Regions from separate parts of the Sus scrofa genome. Here region 2 is linked to region 1. The links are chromatin contacts, called in public promoter capture Hi-C maps. All regions are on one chromosome and are shown on one strand. The core of a region is the stretch at or near the end of the contact, and the rest is flanking DNA. Distances in the headings are between cores, read along the strand shown. Region 1 holds the start of YWHAG (14-3-3 protein gamma). Region 2 holds the start of POR (P450 (cytochrome) oxidoreductase).

Region 1 (5,965 bases), core at 2,133-4,632:
AGTAAAGGCTGGCAGAACTCCGCCTCTCAAGTCTACAGAGGGGTCATTACTCCATTAGTGATAATGGCTATTGATCTAGCCTCCTGGAAAAGCTAGGAGGAAACAGAATATTTAACACAGTAAAAAAAATGTTAAGGTGTATCTATTCCACTAGAAAGACTTTTTTATATTATTAAGATAGACTTCCGCCACCACTGCCCTCTCCCACACACACCTGAGTTAAGTTGCTTAACCCAGTAACTTGAACAAAATTAGTAGCTCAGAATCTTTTCTCCACCTCTCACCCCAAGCAAGTACCAAAGTCTACTCAGAATACCAACTCAAGAGGCTATTAAAATCCAAAGGACAAGTAAGTATTGTCTAATAGGAAACATCTCAGGATTCACTCTTTTTAGATACAAGCTTATGCATTTATCTTAAAAGACTAAACTTCCCCCTCTTCCTCCCTTTCAAAATACTGCATATTATTTCTACCCTGGTCACCCACATGTCACAGGTCCTAACTATTACTAGGGTAATTTCATTAAATTCAAATAAATTTCATCACTCTAGCACCTGGATTACTCCAACCTTAAGGGAAGGACTTTTTTTTTGTATCTTCCTCTATTTTCCAAATTCAGTGATAACCTTTACAAAGAGAGGAAGAAACAGTTACTTTTTTAAAGCATCTACAGTTTTTATTTAATCCTTGCAACTTTTTCAAGTAGGTATTGACCCATTTTACAGAGGAAGAAAGTGAAGGTCAAAGGTAAGCCTAACCCTCAGAATCACAGTAAACAGGTTCGAAAAATGTCTGCTTTATTTTATGAACTGTTCTTTCCTCCATGCTCTGTCGTCAAAGAGCAGAAGCATCAACACAGCAAAAGAAAACTTTTCCCAATCCCAAGCTCAAGTGTTCTGAAACGGATTCTCATTCCCTGACATTTACTGAAAATGACCGAGTAGGAAGTTGTAATTTTTTAAAGGTTTTTTTAAAACCTGCCACATTAATAATTTGCAATAAAGCCATGTATACAACCCACCCCTGCACTATGATCACAAAAAAATTGCTTAAAATTTTTAACTTTATTCCTTCATTGCCCAATTTTAATAGTGAGATGAATGTTTAAAAACACTACTGTATCCTTAAACTTTTGAGAAAACTAGAAATAGGAAGGAGAACAGGCATATCTAGAGGTCCCTGATTTGCAAGTCTAAGGATAAATGAAATACTTTATTTTGGGGACCAATTCTCATCTGATAGAACATAAAGTACTCAATTCCACCTGGCTCATCTGATAATTTCTGCATTACCTTGGACAAATGCCATCTGAATACTCCCTACCAGCCCTTAGGTGCATTGCAGCCTCTGTGTCATTGTGTGACATCACTGGGTTGCTATGGATATAGGTGCGAGGTCACTCGCTTTCCTGTGAAACTAGAAATATGGAAAAATTAGAAGAGTCTAAATAATTGAACTGAAGATACTGATATCTATTAAAGTATAACTTCTATCATTTGCACTTTAAAGACAGCAACTGTAGCAGTCTCTTAATAAAGCAGTGCTCCCAATTTCAGAGTCAATTCTCTTCCTTAAGGGAATAAAAACCCCTTATTAATGTAGATGACTTAAATATAAAGGCATCAGTATTGTCATCTTTTGTGAACCAGTAAAATTATTCAAGAATTAATGAATCTGTAATACCTACACTGCTTCATTAAAAAGATTTAACACGCAAGGTACACTCCTGCATCTGCTACACACAGGAGATGCACTTTAAAACCTTTGTTACATAAGGCAAGAAGTATTTAACTTATTTATTAAAATAGTGGGAGACCTAAATCACTAGATAATTTTCTAGGTTTCATTTAATAATGGTCAATACTCCCCCCCACCATCAAACTGGTTGTCTGCCCATTAGACAAATGTAGTGTTACAAAATGGTGCAATACAGGCAGGAATCTGCATCCCAGACAAAATGCGACAACTGGAGATCAGTATTCTCTTTTCATCACCAATAAGGATGTGATAGCTTTTTTTAAGCCTCAGATATATCTAACAAAACAAATTAAAAAAAAAAAAAAAGATATTTTTTCCCCTTTAAAATAACTCCTCCCAGCCTCCACCCAGTCTAGGCTCTCTGCAATATGACAAATGCAGAATCTTCTGGAATGACTTGATACTGCCTCCCACCACCGCTTTGTTTGCAGTATCAGATCAGAGAGAATATTTTTTCAACTTATAGGAATTTCAACAGATGTGTGCCTGTGTTTAAAAGAGAAACGGCATATTATCACAAATTGAACCAGTCAGCTAAATTCACAACCTTTATTTTTAAGACAATACCTACCCTTTTCAATACAAAAAACACTAGGAAAAATTAGAGATAACATATTAAGAACAATCAATGAAAAAGCTAGCCAAACAAACGTTCCCCTCTTCCTAAAATCAAGAGGGCTTGCTTTGAGGTAAAGAAAGAGGAGCCTTTTGTTAAGAAAAACGTGAGCAAGGAGGTTTCGATTTTGTACTACTGCGCCCAGGTTTTCAGGACAGCCTACGTTTTTACCGGGGAGACTCTAAAGGACCTGTCTCGAGAGACAGTGGGAAGATTTGGGGAGAGGGGGAGCATCAGAAAACCGGGAGACCTGCTGAGTGAATGGAAAAGGCGCCGCCCAGACACCAGGGAGAAAAGAGGAACCGCATCCATGCGGTCCCCCGCCCCCACACGCCCAGGCTGGGAGGAGGGGAAGTGGGGCACAAAGGATGCGCGTGGCCCCGGCTCAGGTCCCCGGCAAAGCCAAAGGCGCGGCGGCCGGAGAGCCGGCTGCCCAGACCAGCCCTGCAAGACCCCGCCCCAGCCCGAGCGCGAGGAGGGCTGAGGAGACAGCGCCGCCGGCCCCGGGGGACGCTCGGAGCGAGGCCGCGTCACACCCGGTCCTCAGCGCTCTCGGGACCCTCCCCAGCTCCCTCAGGGGCGAGAGACCTGCAGCTGCAACAGGCAACCAGTCCCCCGGAAGAGCCGACGAAGGCCCGCGTCTGCAAAGGGGCTGGGGCGAGGCGGGGGGAGGGGAGGAGAAACTCACGTTCTTCATGGCCGCGGCCATGTCGTCGTAGCGCTCCGCCTGCTCCGCCAGCCGGGCTTTCTGCACCAGTTGCTCGCGGTCCACCATCTTCACGGGCTGGGTCGGGCCGGGCAAGGAGACCGGGGCGGCCTGAGGGGCTCAGGGGACGGCTGCGACGCGGCTGGAGCCCGTGTGCCGGAGGGACCGACCCACGAAGCGAGCGGCTGAGGCGGCGACGGTGGCGGCGCAGAGGCTGCGGCTCGAGCTGCGACCGCGGGACCGGGCGCGAGGCGGCTGCGACTGCTGTGCGTGCCGCGGGCGGACAACCCCCTGCGGCCCCGCCCACGCCGCGTGACGCAACGGCCCCGCCCACCCGCCCGCGCACCCCCGCCCCGGCCCTTCCGTTCCTTGGGTTTCCCCTCCCCAACTCAGCTCGGCGCCGCTCTCTGGGCGTCCCCTCCTTCCCCGCTGCCCCCCAACGAGCCGGGTGCTTCCCTTCACCCCGGCTGCTGTGCCCTATCTTCTCCAGACGGCCCCCACCCTTCGTCCTGCAGACCGCGGCCCTCTCAGGCCTCCGGCGCCTGGGCCCCTGGGAGTTGTAGTTCATCCTCGGGTGCGGCGATACGTTGGGGAGATCAGGGACAAAGGGGCAGCCAAGACTACATCTCCCTGTTGTCGTAGCGCTCAGACAGAGGAGGATGGGACGGGGAGGGGGGGGTTCCTAATTCTGCGGCCGCTGGGGACCCCTGGCGGGGACGGAGGATGCATCAGTCCCAGTGAGTGCTGATTCACGGCCCCGCCCCACATGCTTGGGGAAATTACTGGAGGAGGGGGCCAGGGCCTCAGCCCTGGACCATGTTTCTGAGATAAAATAGCAGGACATGGAGGGGGGTGGGGGTCTGGAGAGGTGGGGTCCGTACACTATTGATTAAAACTGTGAGGGTGGTGACCGCCTGAGGGATGGTTGAATTAAGGAGCCAAACCTTGGGGGACTGTCACCCTCCCCCACAAGGTTCCAGCTCCCTCCGCATCCCCACCTTGAGATTCTTGGACCTGACAGGTGGAAATCTGGAAAGACAAATACCAGGAGGGCGTCCTGGTCAATTTGTAGAAAGGATACAGCAGTAGTTTGCGGGTCTACCCCTGGTGAGCCCCTTCCTTCCTCTCCAGGGTGGAGCATTAAAGATTCAATTCAGTTAGCCAATGGCTGCTCAACACTGGGTTGTGTGTAGGGGTTAACCAACTCTTTTCTGCCCGCCTAGAATATACACGCTGAGGTCAATCTGACTAATTCTTGCTCATGTGCTTCCCTTTTTGACATTCCATGTAGCTCACACAACCCACAGTTTTGACTGCACGTTTTATTTCGTTTATCCAGCACTTATCTTATTGCACACCTACAATGTTCCAGGCACTGTTCTAGGCAATAGGGTACGGCAGAGAACAAATCAAATAAAATCCCTGCCCAAGAAAATAGGCAAAGTAAAGATAAGTGTGTAGAGTACTTTAGAAAGTAATAAAGAATTTTTTTTTTTTTTGCACCCACAGCATATGGAAGTTTCTGGGTCAAGGATCAAACCCACGCCTGCAGTTGAAGCCTGCACCACAGCTGCAGCAATAGCAGATCCTTAATCTACTTCCCACAAGGAAATTTCCAGGGATTTTTTAAAACAGTGAATATGAAGTGTTGTGTATGAGACCAGAGAATAAAGGAGTTTCGGAGAATTATTCCAGGCTTGATTCTGGAACAGGGCGTGGAACCTTACCCTCAAGGGATTCAGAATTTGTTAAGTGGCGTTAAATTGGTTTTTGTTTTGTTTTTTAATTCAGGCTAGATAGGAAGAGGTTCTGAAAAGCTTCCCCAGGGAGTTAGGTAACATTTCCAGTCCAGCCCTTAAAGATGTGTAGGATTTGAGAGCAGGCAAAAGACACAGGCAGTTTCTTCCCGACAAAAGTTTTTGTTTGTTTTTGTTTTGCCTTTTAGAGCTGCACATGTGGCACATGGAAGTTCCCAGGCTAGGGGTTGGATAGCAGCTACAGCTGCTGGCCTACATCACAGCCACAGCAACGCAGGATCCAAGCCTCGTCTGCGACCTACACCGCAGCTCAAGGCAACGCCAGATCCTTAACCCACTGAATGGGGCCAGGGCTTGAACCGGCTTCCTCATGGATACTGGTCAGGTTCTTTACCACTGAGCCACGACGGAACTCCCCTAACATATAAACATTGATAGGCAAAAAATCCAATGTGTTTGTTGCCTGAAGTGATGGGTATTGGGGCTGGACATGGAGTCAGGAGCCAGAATGTGAGGAGCCCTGAATGGCAGTCAAGGGAGTGCAGTCTTTCTTTCAAAATAAATAGAAAGCTTGTGAGATTTTAACCAAGGCAGAAAAGGATGAGATTGGCATTTAATCTTCATCGCCATTGCTTCCTCAGTGCTGGGCACAGTGCCTGGCACACCTTAAATACGAAGAACATGCAAAATGAAGGAATGAATGAATGCATGAATGCATGCACGGACTTAGGGAGACAGCTCTGGGCTGAGTGAGGAGAGTCTAGAAATAGCTCTCTTCTCCCCTCCTCCAGTATAGGCCCTGGTCCCTCTTCTCTTACTACACCACCCGGCAAAATGCAATCCTGCTGGTGAATATACCCTCCCACTTCCTTCTGTCTCTTACAGGAGTGTTCGCCAAGTCATTTCTCTTCCTTTCTCTTCCTCCCTGCAGGCCAGGCCTCAACCACTCTGGCCTGGGCCACCCAGGTCCGGCGGGAAGGAACCCTGACAGCCAACCCTGGTTGTCTACAGTGGATTAAACATGTCAACGATTTTAGGCCCTGGAACCTAAATTCTCGGGAACTTCCTGGCACATTTCAGGCTGCCTCTCTGACCTCGCCACCTCAGTTCCTTCCCCACAACCAGTC
Region 2 (6,197 bases), core at 1,956-4,455, 280 kb before region 1:
AAAATATTTATATATTCCATTTACAATAAGCAAAACATTTGTAAGGCCAAAACAAGAAAGATACAAAGGGTGGACAGTGACGTTCCATTTGTCCTTGGTCCCATATCTCCCAGTTCTCTAGAGACAACCAATGCTATCATTATTTTCTTTCAAGAGAGGTCAGACACATACAACCATATATATATATATACACACACACAGTAGGACAGTTTCCCTTCACTTTCTTCCACTGCCATGCTTTTAAAAACACAAACAGGAGTTTCCATCATGGCACAGTGGTTAATGAACCCAACTAGGAACCATGAGGTTGCAGGTTCAATCCCTGGCCTTGCTCAGTGAGTTAAGGATCTGGCATTGCCGTGAGCTGTGGTGTAGGTCGCAGATGTGGCTCGGATCCCGCGTTGCTGTGGCTCTGGTGTAGGCCAGCGGCTGTAGCTCCAATTAGACCCCTAGCCTGGGAACCTCCGTCTGCCGTGTGGCCCTAGAAAAGGCAAAAAGACAAAAAAAAAAAAAAGTCCCACAAACAGTAGCATACCCTAACTACTGGCCTTCACCTTGCATTTTCCCTTTATCAATTTATTTGAGATCTTGTTCTGTACCCGAAATGAGCTTCCTCCTTGATCTTTTTTTTTTTTTTTTTTTTTAATAGCTGGATGATATCCATGTTTGGATGTGGCAACAATAAGTTGCAATGTGTTTCCACACAGCTTCACCAACTGTGTGTCATTCAACTTTAGGATCCGGTCATCAGCATAGGTGAAAACTAATTTCTCGGTCAAGTTTTTTTTTTGTCTTTTGTCTTTTTTTTTTTTTTTTTTTTTGTTGTTGTTGTTGCTGCTGCTGCTATTTCTTGGGCCGCTCCCGCGGCATATGGAGGTTCCCAGGCTAGGGGTCTAATCGGAGCTGTAGCCACCGGCCTACACCAGAGCCACAGCAATGAGGGATCCGAGCCGTGTCTGCAACCTACACCACAGCTCACGGCAATGCCGGATCGTTAACCCACTGAGCAAGGGCAGGGATCGAACCCGCAACCTCATGGTTCCTAGTCGGATTCGTTAACCACTGCGCCACGACGGGAACTCCTCGGTCAAGTTTTAATTTGCATTTCCTTTCTGTGTGGGGTTGAACAACTCTTCATATGCTTCAGAGCCCTTTGCATTTCTTTTCCTGCGAACTGACAAGTCCCATCATTTGCCCAGATGTATGTCTTATTAATGCGGAGAGGCCGTTGTTTTAGGGAAACTCGTCCTTTGACTATTAATAATTGCGACTATTTCCTCCTGGTCTGTCCTTTGTCTTTTAACTTTGCCTATAGGACTTTGTCACACATCAAATTTTTATTTTTTAGCCTTTTTTTTTTTTTGAACCACAACCTCTACATATGGAAGTTCCCAGGCTAGGGGCTGAATTGGAGCAGCAGCTGCTGGCCTACACCAACACCTGATCCGAGCTACGGCTGCAACATATACCCCAGCTCCCGGCAACGCCGGATCCTTAACCCAATGAGCAAAGCCAGGGAGCGAACCTGAGTCCTCGTGGATACTATTCGGGTTTGTTGCCGCTGAGCCACAACAGGAGCTCCCCACATTTTGATTTTTAGGTAAGTAGATTTCTTAGTCATTTACGGATTCTAGGTTAACGCAGAGAGGTCTCTTGGAGATTAACACAAATTCTCCCAAGGGTTCTTTTAGGACTTTTTTTTCCTTTTCTTTTAAAAGGGTGTTTACCTCTTTTGTCTCTCAGGAATTTATATTAGTGTGAGGTCTGAGGTGCGTAGCTAACTATTTTCCCCCCAGCTGGCTGGTGAGTGTGATTTGAGGAGGAAGGGTTAAGAGACAGGAAGGCCCGTGAGCAGAGTGATTTAAGAGGAAGTTTCCCTGGTCGTAGGTGGAAATTGGAGGTGGCATGTGAATCAAGAACTGCTGAGATCATCCAAGTGACAAGTGACTCCAGGTAGGTCTGAACTAGGACAGAGACAGCTGGAAAGATAAGAAGGGAAGGAGGGCAGTCCTGGAGATGGAATCCATAGGACTCAGTTACTGCTTAAGGGGCGGGGGGGAATCAAAAGAAGCCTCCTGTTTCCTGCCTCAGTCACGCTATTAGCAGAAAGGAAACTCGGTGTTTTGTACTCTGGCTTCACAGAAGCAGGGCCCAAAAATTCAGAGGCAAAGTTTAAATCTTCTCCGGGGAGATGTGCAGCAAGTCGGTGCAAAGGCTGGAGTGCCAGAGATCTGGGTGATGAAATGCCCCCCTGCTCTCTTGAGGGCCTTAGAGTAGGATGAAGGTATTCAGTCCCTTAGTGAGACACTGATGCCCCACCCTGACTGCTGGAGGACTGGTTCCATCGGGTGAATCAGACCAGCTCCTGACAGACTGGAATGGAGGAAGCCTACAACTGGGGTCACTGTAATAATTCTCTCTTTATATAGGACCTGACAGTTTTCAAAGCATCTGGTTGTCGCTGGTGGGTCCCAGCTTAAAGATGGGGAATGGGTTCTGAATGAAGCGAGTTGCCCACTGTTTCAAAAGGAACTCTCAGCAGAGCCTGTAGTAGCAGTAGCAGTCGTAATGATGATAATAGTAATACTTTACATTTCTAGAGCACTTATCGCACCGAGCTAAATTATTTACGAACATGAGTTATACCACCTAATCCTCCTAACCCTATGACATAGGAACCACAGTAGGAGGCAGAGGTGGACTCCTTACCCTCAACTGCGGCAGCCAGACTTTTCAAGGCGCCCTCTGCCCCCTCCCACGTCTTCAGTCCAGTCCTCGCCCCCTGCCTGCTCACTTCCTGCCTCCCCGACTCAAGCGGTTGGAGGGGCCCTGGACACTCTGTCCAAGCAGCCTCGCCATTTTCAGATGAGGGAACTGAGGGCCGTGGAGGAGAAAAAGGCGCGAACACACTCGAGCGGCGCGGCTCACGACCACTGCCCTCCCCTGCACCTCAAGGGCAGCAGAAGCCGCCGTCAGCCCGGGGCGGCGGGGGCGGGGGGAAGAACCGCTCCCTGCTGGGGTACAACCCACCAAGTTCCCAGGCCTGGCGGTGGAGCTGGGACGCTGAGGGGGCGTGGCCGCCCGGGCTGTACCAAGAGCACAGATTCGCAGGGGGGAGGCCTGGCCCCGGAAGCAAGCGTGCGGCCGGGTTGGGCAGAGCGGCGCAGCCACTGGCCACGCCCCCACACCCTGGCCGGCGCCGGCGGTGGTAGCGCCTCAGTGGTGCGGGCCTGCGTCCTGCTCAGGTATCCGGAGTCCTGCCGGCAGCCCTCGGTGAGTGTGTGTGTTCGCAGGTGCTGGGATGGCGGGGTCGGGACGCTAAGGTTCTGGGTGGCGGGGCTGCTAGACACCCGAGGCTTCCTGGGCGCCTCGGCCTCCTGGGCCCTGCGCGCTGGGGCGGGCTTTCGGGCCGGATCGCTGCCGGTATCGCCTGATTCTCGCACGGAAAGCGCGACTCCCATCTCGGCCCTTCCTGGGGTGGCCCATCCCCTCGAGCTGACCTCTCGAGGTGACTGGAGAGTCGTCTTTTCCAGTGCCTAGGACGCCCCGATGGCCCTTCGGCGGAAGACCAGTTCTTGGCGTGAGAGGGCTCGGGCTCCAGCCCCCACGCCGCCACCCTCCTGGGAAGTCACTTTTCCTTCCTGAGCCTGAGTTTCCCCGTCTGTACTGTGGGTCTCAGGAATTGGGTTAATTAGCGGGAGGACGCGCTCGATGTCTGCAGGTGGGGCTCAAATCTGACCCCGCAGCATCAGGTGGGCTCAGTCGAGGGCTCAGAGGAGCCTGCCAGCCCGGTCTCTGTTGGGAAATGTTCTGCGTGCCATCGAGGCCCCCGAATCCCTGGGGGATAGTTCTTCTGGCGGGCAGGTGCTTTGCCGGGCTCTGCTGAACAGCCGCTACACCTTTAGCTCGTCAGAGCAATTGGGTAAGAAGTCGAGGTCTCCTGGGCAGCGAAGACAGTCACCATTGTGTAAGCTGGTGACAGCGATTTGGGGTCGTTTCAGAGAACGTGGCTGCCTCATCTCTTAGATCAACACAATACAGCCTTCCCTCTGAATTTGGCTGAAGTAGAGAATAGACCAGAGGAGACTGGGCTGGAATGGGTAGTCCTGGGTTTGAACTTTGGCATCTTGTCAGGGCACTTAACTTCTTGGAGCCTGTTTCCCCAATGGTGGCGCAAGCTACCTACAGGCCCCCACAGGGTTGAGCTTCTGAGGATCAAAAGAGAGAGTCTGGGAGTTCCTGTGGTGGCTCAGGGGCTGACAAATCTGACAAGGAACCATGAGGTTGCGGGTTTGATCCCTGGCCTTGCTCAGTGGGTTAAGGTTCTGGCGTTGCCATGAGCTGTGGTGTAGGTTGCAGACGCGGCTCGGATCCCGTGTGGCTGTGGCATAGGCTTGGCAGCTGCAGCCTAGCAACCCCGTTATCCCACAGGTGCGGCCCTGGAAGAGGCAAAAAGACAAAAAGAGAGAGGGTCTTGGAGGGTGACACTGAGAACTGTAACAAGAGAGCTGAGCAGTTAACTAACTCCCTCCACCCCACCCCACCCCACCCCACCCCACCCCACCTCACCTCCGAGATCCAGTGTTCCCTCTGTGCAATGCTGTAGTTCCTCTCCCCTTTGGGTAGAAGGCATTAATTCATTAACCATTCACAGTTCATCTACGCACATCCCCTGTGTGTGGTTGGGGGGTCAGCTGGATGGGGAAAGCAGTCCAAAAGTCCCAGTTAGTAAAGCAGCCGACCCTGAAGAAAGCACTTTCCTTTCTTTGTGTCCCTTTAAGTTTTCATTTCCCTTTTGAGAAAGTGGTCAGTTCTTGAGCGTCTCATGATTTTCATGCCATGTCAGGTAGAAAACGGTTGCATTGGGCAGATAGCTTAGTCATGTCTAAGGAACTGGCCTGCATTTCCGAGAATGGAAATCTTCCAGTTGGCTTGTAGTGTGAAAAACTTCAGGGTCATCGTAACTCTCTCAAATCCCTCGTGTCTACCACTTAAAAAAAATTAGAGGCAGGTGTGAGGTGAAAGGAACCTCAGGGATGAACTTCAGCACCTGGAAATGGCCTTGACTGCCGTCCGCGCCCGAAGCACTGGGGCGGTGTGCGTTTGTAAACAGCCGTGGGAGTTGTTTGTTGCCACACCAGCCTTAATTTTAGGACCTGTTGGTGACCCTGAATTGATCCCTTGTTAACCTGGTGAAAATCAGGGTCTAAGTTAGATCATAAGTTCATGTGTACCTAGGAGATAGGCTGTTTGAAATCAGAACAGCTTGGCAGCTCCAGAGCTTTTACTTGTTAAATTCATGGAATCTTTCAAGTTCATAGGAATGTAACTCTGAAGCAACCTGCCCTGCCCCCCTCCCCGGCCCTCGCCCCGTGGCGGCTTCTGTAGTGGTAGGATTTTTCATAGATCCAGAGGGCCCCGCTGCCCTTGCAACATCTCTCCTTCCTCCTGCTTCTGGAAGGAGCAGGGCCCTGGCTTGAGGGGGCCAGGGAACCTGAGTCCCAGCTCAGGTACTAACACTGTGTGCCTTTCAACAAACCACCTGAGGGCCTCAGTTTGGTGCTTTGGGATTTAACTTTTATCTCAGATTCGTTTAAGTCTAAAACATCAGAAAAAAGTGAAATGGAGAAATGACTGTTTTTATTAAAATATTTTAAATTCTGTTCACACAAATACCAAGTGCTCATTATTTTTAAAAATACTATCATAGAAATACCCAGTTTAGGGGGTTCCCGTTGTGGCACAGCGGAAACAAATCTGACCAGGCACCAAGAGGTTGCAGGTTCGATCCCTGGCCTTGCTCAGGGGGTTAAGGATCCAGTGTTGCCGTGAGCTGTGGTGTAAGTCGCAGATGTGGCTCGGATTCAACCCCTAGCCTGGGAACCTCCATAGGCTGCGGCCCTAAAAAAAGCAAAAAAAAAAAAAAAAAAGAAAGAAAAAAACTACCCCAGTTTAATAGTGACAATAGTGAACATCCCTCAGTCTTACACTGAGATAGAAAATCACTGCCAGTGGTGTAGTATATATTCTCCAGATATTTTCCTTCACATAATGTTTACTACCTAGAATTTTTTTTTTTAAACTTAAAACAGCAGGAATTTTTTACTATTTTATTTATTTATTTATTTTTTTGTCTTTTTAGGGCCACACCCACGGCATATGGAGGTTCGCAGGCTATGGGTCGAATCAGAGCTATA

What was found. Promoter capture Hi-C pulls out the DNA fragments that hold promoters and counts their contacts.
Region 2: a promoter capture Hi-C map of liver shows a contact between it and region 1, with 2.9 times the contacts expected there. The contact joins the promoter of POR here to the promoter of YWHAG in region 1. A contact is called at or near these places in 1 of 5 promoter capture datasets (liver) and 1 of 2 datasets of contacts at active chromatin or transcription factors (alveolar macrophages).

Annotation. Positions count from the first base shown.
Region 1 is chr3:9,992,219-9,998,183 of Sscrofa11.1, reverse strand. YWHAG (14-3-3 protein gamma) reads right to left here and starts at 3,382. Exons shown (of 3, transcript XM_005661962.3): 1 at 3,064-3,382. The coding sequence starts at 3,150.
Region 2 is chr3:10,267,866-10,274,062 of Sscrofa11.1, reverse strand. POR (P450 (cytochrome) oxidoreductase) reads left to right here and starts at 3,205. Exons shown (of 16, transcript NM_001129959.1): 1 at 3,205-3,273.